2 separate regions of the Zea mays genome follow, and region 1 is linked to region 2. A link is a contact called in public Hi-C data. All regions are on one chromosome and are shown on one strand. Each heading gives the region's core, a stretch centred on a gene start, on an enhancer-like site or on the middle of the called end of the contact. The rest is flanking DNA. Distances are from core to core; before and after follow the strand shown.

What was found. A called contact is a pair of places that touch in the nucleus more often than the background predicts.
Region 1: a Hi-C map of leaf shows a contact between it and region 2, with 2.6 times the contacts expected there. The contact joins the promoter of LOC103653206 here to the promoter of LOC100284470 in region 2. A contact is called at or near these places in 2 of 25 Hi-C or Micro-C datasets (leaf and tassel).

Annotation. Positions count from the first base shown.
Region 1 is chr4:46,102,216-46,108,098 of Zm-B73-REFERENCE-NAM-5.0, reverse strand. LOC103653206 (triacylglycerol lipase 2) reads left to right here and starts at 1,332. Exons shown (of 8, transcript XM_023302345.1): 1 at 1,332-1,716; 2 at 2,009-2,149; 3 at 2,245-2,388; 4 at 2,491-2,601; 5 at 2,682-2,825; 6 at 2,971-3,014; 7 at 3,128-3,303; 8 at 3,423-4,056. The coding sequence starts at 1,528. The coding sequence ends at 3,745.
Region 2 is chr4:45,777,498-45,783,055 of Zm-B73-REFERENCE-NAM-5.0, reverse strand. LOC100284470 (UBA/UBX 33.3 kDa protein) reads right to left here and starts at 3,291. Exons shown (of 12, transcript NM_001157365.2): 1 at 3,258-3,291; 2 at 2,571-2,666; 3 at 2,165-2,241; 4 at 1,754-1,824; 5 at 1,184-1,238; 6 at 1,024-1,085; 7 at 867-948; 8 at 534-770; 9 at 218-292; 10 at 36-113. The coding sequence starts at 2,664. It overlaps LOC103653200 (ubiquitin carboxyl-terminal hydrolase 1), which reads left to right. Exons shown (of 6, transcript XM_023302344.2): 4 at 1-1,015; 5 at 4,210-4,372; 6 at 4,846-5,558.

The sequences.
Region 1 (5,883 bases), core at 83-2,582, 330 kb before region 2:
CCTGGGCGCTGGGCGGGCGGACGGGGACGGCCGGATGGCCGGACGGGCGGTGTCGTGGTGGCCGCCGGTGCCGCGGTGCGTCTGTGCGCGGGCGCCCTGGCGGCTGCTTCTCCTTAGGTTAGGGGCTGGCGGTGGCGCTGTGCTGGGGCTGGTCCGTATGGGCCTATTCCTCTCCCTACTCCCTGTTCCTCTCGTTGTTGGGCCGCGACCGGGGCTGCAGCCCAGGCAGCCCCGGTCGCAAATCCGCCCCTGTTCTAGGTTATTGGGCAGCACCAAGATATATTTACTAGCTTCAGAAACTTGTATTGTTGCTTGGTAGGATAACCAGATAAGCCATAATAATAAGTGTATTGCTCCACCATCAATTACATGCGGCCACTCGTTAATGCCTATGCAGCCTCGGGTGGGGGGTTAGGTTAATGGCTATGGTTCTTTTGTGGCAACAATCGCTGCCTTTTGATCCAAACACTCCAGACGTGCATACACACTCAAAAAAGATTTTAATTTAGGAAACATATCTGATGCAAACCAATTCCTCTATACAACCGTGCAAATTTTTAATCTGGGTCACATTTGCAAAAGTGTTATTAGGAGCGTGTGGTTAAGTGCAAAATTATCCACTTCCGCGCCTCCCCTTGATCAACATCATGTGGTCTAGATTAAAAGTTTACACGGTTGCACAGAAAATTTGATTTGCACCAGATATGTTCCCTTTAATAATTTATTCGTTTGACTTTAATTCATCATACCAGATTCTACTGCTTTTATAATATTTTTGTTTTTATAGATTACAAATACAGCAGTCTTAACAGACGACTTTAATTCGAATGGAACAGTCAAGCAACCTACTTTAAACCGTTAGTATTTTAGTACCGTGCTACTAGCATTTACTGTAGACACTGCTACAGCAGGCTTCCCCGGTTGACTCGACCGACCGTGTTGCATGTCTCGAGTGGAAGGAACAGGAACACACGAACAGAACGAGAACGGGAAAGACTTTTCAACAGTAAAGTAGCATTATTTTCTGTTTCAGTTATGCATGCATGTATGCAGCGCAGTTTGAGGAGTGATGAGGAAATGAGGCGGTAATAATGGAGTGATTATTACGAGCCAGATTCTTTTTTCTCGCTCTCTCGTATAGAATCAATCAAGTGCGTGTGGGGGGTGGACGCCGAGATGCCATGCGTGATGCGGTGATGCCAAAAGCTGTGTCGAACGAATTGCAATTGAAGGTGTCACGTCACGTTGAACGGAAAGCGAAGCACACCACGGTCTGTCACGTTCACATGTACGCGCACACACGCGTTCGCGTGCACCCCACTGTGATCCTGATCCGAGCTAGCTAGCGAGTAGTGCTTCTGATGACCCATCCATATCCATGCCGGCTCGCGCGCGCACTTTATATACTGCTCGTCACGATCGCGCACTACGCTGCACACAGCCACCCAGCTACGTACCGCGTGCACCTGCACCATCGGCCGCCGGCGACCGCCACCGCCACCGTACGTACTAGCAGCTAGCTGCGCCATGGGCACTACTGCCGCGCATCGTCGTCGACCGGGCAGTATCGTCGTCCTCTCACCATCCGCCGTCGCGCTCGCGCTGCTGTTCTTGTCGACGACCCTTCGCCTCGCCGCCGCCGTCCAGCCGTACGGCGGCGGCGGACCCTGCGCGCTGGCCGTGGCGCCGCTCGGCTACCCTTGTGAAGAGCACCAGGTCCGCCCTCCTTGTTTTGTTTTGCTTGCTTTGACCCTTGACATGACGATTATTATTGACGACCGACGACCGTGCATGGTGCACCGCGCGCGTACGTCAGCGGTCGCGAAGCGTGCGTGTCGTACGATGCGAACAAACGTACGTTCGCATGCATCATGCTCTCTCTTTCTCTCTCTCCCTAGCTATCTGGCGTGGTGGAAGAGAAGGATAGAAAGCTTTCGCGTGCATATATTGTATTGTATCCATGCATGTCTTGTTGTACAAATTAATGGATGTGCATGTATCTACGCAGGTGACGACGGCGGACGGGTACATCCTGAGCCTGCAAAGGATCCCGAGTGGCGGGCGTGGCGGGCACGGCGGCGGTGCCGGTGCCGGTGCCTCGTCCTCGCGCGCGGGGCAGCCGGTGCTCCTGCAGCACGGGGTCCTCGTGGTACGTCTCTGTTCGTCATGTGCCTGGCACCCTACGTACGTACATACTGGTTCTATGGCCCAACCGTTTCATGTGCCGGAGGTCCTGCAGGACAGCAGGACGGCATGTCATGGTTGCTGGCCTCGCCGGAGGAGTCGCTGCCGTTCATCCTCGCCGACCGCGGCTTCGACGTCTGGATCGCCAACAACAGGGGCACGCGCTGGAGCCGCCGCCACGTCTCGCTCGACCCCTCCAGCCGGGTAAGTAAACTAAACCTAAACCCTCGCTCGCTCGCTCTGGCACTCATCTCACTTCATCAGAACTAGCTATTAGCCGCTTCCTCCTGCACGCTTCGTTTTCAGCTCTACTGGAACTGGTCCTGGGATGACCTGGTAGTCAACGACCTGCCGGCCATGGTCGACTTCGTCGTCAAACAGACCGGCCAGAAGCCTCACTACGTCGGACACTCCATGGTCCCTTCCCTCTCCCAGTGATTCGATCTCCACAGAGGGGGATCGAGTAGTGTCTGATCGCCGACTCCTGGTGGTTTCAGGGGACGCTGGTGGCGCTGGCGGCCTTCTCGGAGGGCCGGGTGGTGAGCCAGCTGAAATCCGCGGCGCTGCTCACGCCGGTGGCCTACCTCGCCCACATCACCACCCCCATCGGCATCCTGCTGGCCAAGGCGTTCGTCGGCGAGGTAATAACAAACATGACGCACCCTGCAGCCCTGCTCGTCTGACGCAGCGAGCCGTTCTCGTTTTCGTTTCTCCCTGCGGCCGGCGACTCTCTGCTCTTCATCTGCATCTGCTCTGCTCTGCTCTGACCGACTCAGTCACTCACAGGTGCTCTCGGACTTCCTCGGCATGGCCGAGTTCGACCCGCTAGCGTACGTAACGTACCGCGCTCTCGTACACCCCCCACTGCAGATGGATGCAGGCATGCAGCTGAGCTGAGCTGACCTGACCTGACCTGACCTGACCTGCTCTGCTCGCCGCGCAGGCCGCCGGTGACGAACCTCATCAGGGCGTTCTGCCGCCGCCCGGGCATGAGCTGCTACGACCTCGTCGGCTCCATCACCGGCAAGAACTACTGCCTCAACAGCTCCGCCGTCGACGTCTTCCTCAAGTACGAGCCCCAGCCGACCTCCACCAAAACCATGGTCCACTTCGCTCAAAGTACGCGCCGTCAATTCCTTCCTTACCCTTCAAATCGCGCGCACGTTCGTAATATATATAGCAAATTTCAACAAGAGACTTACTTGCACCGCCGGCCGGCATGCATGCACCGCGCGCAGCCGTGCGCGACGGCGTGCTGACCAAGTACGACTACGTGCTGCCGGAGCGGAACATCGCCAGCTACGGCCAGGCCGAGCCGCCGGTGTACCGGATGTCCGGCATCCCGCCGAGCTTCCCGCTCTTCCTCAGCTACGGCGGCCGGGACTCGCTCGCCGACCCCGCCGACGTGCGCCTCCTCCTGCAGGACCTCCGGGGCCACGACCAGGACAAGCTCACGGTGCAGTACCTGGACAAGTTCGCGCACCTCGACTTCATCATCGGCGTCTGCGCCAAGGACTACGTCTACAAGGACATGATCGACTTCCTAAACCGCTTCAACTAGTACTAGCATATATATTTGCTTCAATCGGTGTCGTCTTCAGCCCCAGCAGGATTAGACAAAAAAAGGGGGGGACACTGCAGCTCGTAAACGTTGTCCATACAGATTATCAGAGGTGAAAACCATACATGATGTAATTTAGCATTAGATAGTTAAAACATGGAGCTGCCTCAGTATGGAGGATTGTCAACTACTCTCCATCACAGCAGTAGGTGTGATGTAGAAGAGTGATTGTCACACTGTGTGTGTTGCAAATTTGCAACACAGTGATTACTAATATAAAAAATACTCTTGAGTTAACCTTTGACAAAAAACTCTCTGTGGCTGAGGTGCTCCGGGCAAACTTTTCAAATTTAAGGTTTCGAAGGAGATTATTTGGAGACACAGCCAGCATGTTTGAGGATCGAAAACTGTCTTGTGATGCTATTATTTTGTCAAATAATAGAGACAATGTCAATTGGTCGATAGGGTGTCACACCCGGTTTTAGAAGGCAAACCGAATGCGAACCATGTACGTGCCAGGATCAGTTATTCACGTACACAGCAGTTACATAATATGAACATCATCACACAGTGCTCAAAATAGTATTAATAAGGGAAAATAGTCGATTACATCATACGTCTGAGACGTCCATATAGTCCTTACAATAAATCAAAGTGCGGAAACGAAACGTAGATAACGCGGCCTTCACAGGCAGCCGACTGGGGGTTGCCGCTAACCCACGCCTAGAACTCGTCGTAATCTTGGAACTCCTGGAAGTCTCCTTCCACAGCTTCATCTTCGCCTGAGCAGTGGTTGCAATGCTGACAACCTGGGGGGGGGGGTTTGGTGTGTAGAGCAAGGGTGAGTACACATCAACATACTCAGCAAGTATCCTGTTTGGCTATAGTGGACTAGCTTTATGTGGGGATAAGTCAAGCAGTTGCTTTTAGTTGGTCAGATTATTACTTACTAGTAGAAAGCCAAGTTTTAGCATTAACCCAAGTTATTAACCCAAATGTACTCCTTTCCAAACGGAAAGAGTACCACTTACCAGCATCATAATCATAACCAGAATCAACAATCTCATAACCACCTGTACCAAAGTATCTCTGATCAAGTACCACTAATCACTGGAGCTCCCTTGGCCGCTCATAACCGTGAGCACGGCTGATATATCAGTTTCATAACACTATGCAGAGGTTGTGCACTTTACCCACAAGCCGTGATTCCCTCTCTGGCCCGGGCTTGCAAGACCCTTATTCACTCCCGAGGTGAATGGCCAAGGATTCACTACGAAGCCTTTACAAAGATTCCCCGGGACTGTAGCCACCCGTTAGGTTTCCTAAATGCACCGCACTCCTCCCCAAGGGGCGAACCCAAACTTGGCAGAGCGAGCCGCATACACCGAGCCCCATTGACGGCACGACGGCTAAGTGAACTACACCCCGGATCCTCTAATTATTCAGCTAAGGGCACCCCATTCCACCCTTATGGTTGCACTGTTTTCCCGGGCGGTCATCCATAGAACAGGTCCTTACGGAGAGGCACTCGAGAAACCGCTCGAGCCCCCTTGAAGATCACAAGTACCACATCATCATAAGAGAAGGGAAAACAGCGTATCATAGATAATCTCATCATGTTCATTGATTAGAGTTTGAGCAATAGCATAAAGCTAAACAGTAATAATCCAACCCAGATAGGTAAACAAGGACATGGATAACAAAAGCTAGTCAATCCTTAGGCATAAATGTGTAAGCGGGAGGTGAATTAAATAATGAATAGGACAGAGATAGGTCAAAGGACACTTGCCTCCACCAAACGACTGCTGCTCAGGGGCTTCTCCTGCGAGTTCCTCGGGCTCTTCAACCGGATCGTTCTCTATGCGAGCGCAAACATACATACATCCACATATTTTAATACAAAAGAACAATACACCATACAAGGAAACAAATAAAGCGAGTATGCATCAAGTATGACATTTGACATTGCATTTGTTATGGTTAGAAAGAAACGGGAAAGGGTCTCGCAGGGGGTTAAATCTTATGCACTAACGATCAATTACAATTGGTTCTTGACAAAAGAATTCTGTTATATGCACTAGTGGGAACCTAATCATTTTAAGTTGATCAACATTGCACGAGATAAACAATTAACTACA
Region 2 (5,558 bases), core at 2,042-4,541:
ACAGCATCTGCGAGGGGGTTCTTCAGTTTTATTACCCTGTGGTTCTTCTTCACGGTTCGCAGGCAGTCTCTCAGCTGCTCTGACGCAACGACGGCGCGTCCAGCAGGCTTTACCTGCGCGGTCAAGAAACGCGTGCGTGTGAGCGATGCGCCTGGAGGTTTCGCTCGTCATTATCAGAAGATGCTGTAGAAACCAGGAAGAAATGCATTTCGACGACCTTTGCAGGCGTCATGGTTGCGGCGGGATCCCTAGGATCATCCTGCGGCAGACCAAGCCGTCTCCTCCTCTCTGCCTGCACAGGAGGATGTAGCATTTCATCTGACTCTCAACAGAACATAGAGTGACATTTTGCGTGTGTGTGGGGGAAATCCAAGGTAATAACAAAAAAAAAATGACAAAAATGAAGGATTTGTTACTGGATGACTTATGATCATGCTGGGAAGAAGAAGAAAATTCAGTTGCAGTAAGGAGTACATGGTTATTTTTGTATAATTAAGCAGAGTTTTTAGCATGCTGCAGCAGACAGCACAGACCTTATCGTCAGCTATACGCTGGCGTATCCTCTCCCTCGCTCTTTTCTCCTCCTCTTGATCTGCTACCCGACTCTCCATCACCCTGCAGCCAAAACAGAGCCATCGCTTCTCTTCAAGAAGCAATCTTGGGAGCTGCAAGTGAGACGCGCGTTCGAAAGAAACACACCGCTTCCTTTGATTTTCCTCGAGACTTCTCTTTGCTTCCATAAGGTCTTTAGCAGCTCGAATCCTCTCCCTCTGTACAAACAAGAAGGAGCATTCGGGAAGATCACCACAGGATACACTTAAGATGTTGGCGCGAGAAAGCACATTTTCAAAAAGAGAATGCAATACCTGATCCTCTTGTAATTGACTCCGTATCCGCCCTCTTGCCCTCCCTTCCTCGTCTCGTTTTTGCTTATATAGTGCTAATATCCTGGGAAGTACAGTACAGGTGCGTTACTGGGGGTGAATCCGTGATAAGCAACCTAATCCAAGGCAAGGTACACACCTCTTTCTATCTTCTTCCTCCTGTCCATCTGCATTTGGTTCTCGTTCCAACTGGGATGTCTCCTAGTTTAGGAGAAATTTGTAGCCCATGCCACTCAGTATGCATGGTATGAAGTTTTAAAGGAAATATTTGATACATCTAATAAGAAGAAACTAAGTACATTCTGTCTCCCAGTTTCAGTGTGTTCTTTAGGTTTCTGCTCCTGCACAGTATCCCTGCAAGACAAGTATCATCCATTACATTTTATAAATCACCGAGATTTTTTTCATAAATCAAGCAACAGAAATGCCGATCAGTACATGCATTCTGTCACCGAGATTTTTTTTTCATAAATCATTTGTTGACTACTGAGAAACACAAGCATTTAACTTGCCTTTGTAAACAGGCCGGTTGAAGGACAGGTGCCCCCCCCACCCCCAAACACACACACACACATAACCGTTTCATTAAAAAAAAAAGGGAATGTCCCTTGATAAAAAGGTTATCTGAAATCCAGAAGAAGGAAAAATAAAGTTTTTACCTTGAGGTGGCAAAGACTCAGAACTGTAAGCTATGACATCACACAGTGACACTGCATCCATACAAAATATGCTATAGATTGCTGATTCCTCAATTGAGGTAGATATTTAACAATCTTACTCAGGATTTGATTTTCCCCCCCCACTGAAATGGTACTATGACATTTCTCTAGCAAATCATCTATGAAATCATTTAAGGAACAGAAACAAACCTCATTCCTTCAACGTCATTTCTTACTTCATCTGATGTGTCACCGCATTCAATGCTTATTTCTCTTGGAATCTAGACCATACAAGGGAAGGATCAAAACAAATTGTTTCAATGTAGTGACATTACAACAGTAATGTTCACATGATTATACTACCTGATTCGGAAATATAAATGTAGTATTATAGTGTCAAGTATTATGATGGCAGTTGCTTCACAGGTTCATATTAACAACATTTGGAAGGTTCCAAGCTATAATCTCCGACCAATTTTTTTAAGGGACATTCAAATTGCATGAAGTGAAAACTTCTTATAGCCCCACCAACACCTCGAGAATAGTATCAGAACACAGAATAGTGCTCATGAGAAAGGACTTCAGCTAATAAAGAACATCCCTTGTTAAGAAATCACCTACCAGTGGTAGCCGATCAATATCTGGGTCACTTTCATGTTCCAGAAGCCAGTTTACAGCAGATTCAAGATTGGAATTACCTGAACAAGACATATTATTATCTCTCCAATTTATTGAACTACATGCTAAATAAATAATATACTGAATATCTATAATAAATATGTTGCTGGAGCTTTGTATAATTTGCATTTTTACGAAATGGCATATCTATCAACTGCAATGCCATCAGTGAATAGGGATAACACACAAACCATGGAAGGATGGGCACAAATACAAAAAAACACTTCGCAACCATAGAAGGGACCAACTGTCGTGTAGTTTCTATTTTGTGTATTATCGATCTGTCTTTGGCAAAGAAAAACATTGTAATGCAAACCTGTACCTAGCAAGTTTGTTTGAAAAGGCATACCTGAAAAATGGAGTGCCCTAACTGAACGTGCAGTTGGGAATCCCATGGCTTCAAGTTCACCAAGCATTTTCTTGTCAACTTGTGGGACAGCCATCACTAGAAGACAGATGAACAAAAATAAGAGCTCACCAATTGCTACAAATGCAAAACTAGAGGGAATAGATAATGAGGGAAACAGATAGCAATGTCAAACTATTGGCTCAATTCAAGCAGATGTTTCATACAACTAACAATTAATTAAACAAACAGTTGCGTAAGCAGAAAAAATCAAAGAGTTACCAATGATTAAATGCCCTACCCTCCCCCCAATGATCTTACATAATTTAAGCTATATTCTAGGAGCTTAATTTGCAAATCTTGATTCTATGTCTAACATAAAAGCTATAATGCTCTACAATTTAAATTAGAACTAACATATGTGTTCTGTGAAGCACCTAGGACCTGTGTGTGTGTTAATGCTAATAGTATGTTGGCTTTTATCACTATACATGGAAGAATAGGTATGCTAGAAACAAAACCTAACCTGAAATATTACAGGTTATAATGCATCGGCACAAGAACCATAAAGTGCAAGCAATGGAAAAGCACAAGATTGAGCAAGTTTGATGAAGTATTCACAAGACTTCCAGTTTGCTTTGAAATTCTGGTGACAGAACAAGTTGATGAAATTACGAATAGGAAATTTACCTTTTCAGAGCTCTTTCCTCACTTTGTAATCCTTGAGCCAAGATGATGTATGAATCCTCTTCCCATATAAGTAGAGCAAAGAGCTATAAGCTACTGCAGATGGAAATGGGAGTGCGAAAATTAGATGTAGAGGATTAGGGCTTTGCTTCTTCTGCACTTCATTCTTGTCTTTTCCTCCCAGATGGGTCTTGTGGTGTCTCAGGAGACTCGGGTGACTTCTTTCTTCCTGCAGTAACTTATGCCTTCCCTCATGCTTAGGGTTTCCCTCTTGAACCAACAGCTAGCCTACTCACAAATAGATCGATTCCTTCGTTTGGGTTACAACTTAGAAGATCAAACAAACCAAGTCACTAAGAAAATCAACAACAGAGTAATAAAGAGTAACCCTGAAGTCTTGGTGTACCTCAAGCATTAGATGACGATATTCATTCAGTATACAACTGAATTGCCTAGTCAGCATTGCCTTATACTTCATGAGTCACACAAGATACTAAGAGAGGAAAATGAAGTTGGAATTACTGTCAAGTCATAAATGCCTCCAGAGCCCTGGTTTTTTTACCACTGTCTTGCAGAAGCTCATCACATATATCATGTTAGGATGAAGAGAATGACAACTTGTATATTCTAGAGGGCTTAAAGGGCAAAAATACATGTGGTAACTTTACAGTAAGAACCCTAGATTCTATGGAGAACAAAAAGAGAACTATGCATATACACACTAACAGGTCAAACATCTTCAGTAATGCTAAACTATAGTTAGCTATAGATAATAATTTCAGTTCCTAAAATATTCTTAGAGAAGGCGGATATGGAGCAGTTTACAAGGTTACTCCTCACAATTTACTCTTGCGAATGCATTTTCTAATATTTTCTTGTAGATGTTGGTAATTAATGCAGATTTGTAGAAACGTATATGGTCAGTCATATAATTAACTATGTTCCTTTTTTCCAGGGTAAGCTACCTGATGGGAGGATAATAGCTATGAAGCAACTTTCCCAAACATCACATCAGGGGAAAAAAAGCAAGTTTGCAGAAGTGGCCACAATTTTTGCTGCGCAATGCCCACCCACAACAAATATGATTGCGTACCGTGTTAACGCACGGTACAGTCATTGTAAGACCGTGTCCAATAATTTATCTATAGTTTATTCAAAATACTGTTTGTTTAGAATACATTATTCAGAGGATGGAATTTAAATATGGATATAGATAAATGTAAGCGTTAGACTGGCCCCGCCTAACCGCTCGGCTCCCCGCTTCTGGGCACCGGCCGGCGTGATCGCAGCGGCTCAGCGTTCCCGTCGTCGGTTAATAAGCTGAGGATGTATTTGGTTTGCTTTTGGCTTTGACTTTTGTCCCATAAAAACCAATAGTCAAACCAAAGGATTGGATTCATAAAGTAGTTTTTTGTAAAAGCCGATTTTTTTCGCAGTGCAAAATTGAAAGCACTGCCGAACCTGTTTTTAGTGGTTTTCAGATAGAACTGTGAAAACATATATCGAAAAACTTTTAACGGTTTTTTATGGTTTTCACCAAACGATTTTTAACTTTTTAACAACTCACAACCTATAACAATTTTTTTCACAGCTTACAACACACAACAACTTTGTCAGCGAAGCGGAGGAAGCAGTCATCGGTGCGGCAAATGACAAAGAAGGTTTGGCTGCAACAGCAGGAGATGGGCCGTGTCGGGCCAAAAGGCTGAGGAAGCGCAACCCAAAGGTCTTTGGGCCGGCGTGGGTAAACAGCACAGAGTAATCCAGCCGATTATTAAATAAGGGTTCGACGGCGCGTAGGGTTTTTTATGCTGTAACAGAACTCTAGACTCTAGTTCTTCTTCCTTTCCAAGTACTATCTCAACTACTCTGTTCTCCGTCTCTGCATTCTCCAGATATTGTGTGTGTGTTCCAACTTATGCAAGTCGTTAACAAGTGGTATCAAAGGTTACCGATCCTTGGCTTGTGGGTGTTGACGCGCTGGATCGCGGCGACCAGCAGCATTACTTTACCCGTGCTCGCCTCCGACGTGTTCTCATGAATCCAGACACTCAACTCATCCTGGATGAGTTGTCGCGGCGTTTCTCTGAACATGACTCCAAGTGGGATCGCAGAGTGGCCGAGCAGGAGTCGCGTTGGAACGCGACCTTCTCGGAGTTCACCACTGGACAAGACCGCTGCGTGGGGGCTCTAGAACAAGCCACTGGTGTGCTGGAAGATTGGCGGATGAACATGGAAGGGATGATGGATGACCTGCGACTCGAGGTGGGCAAGATCTCCAAAAATTGGGAGCGTGCTGTAGTG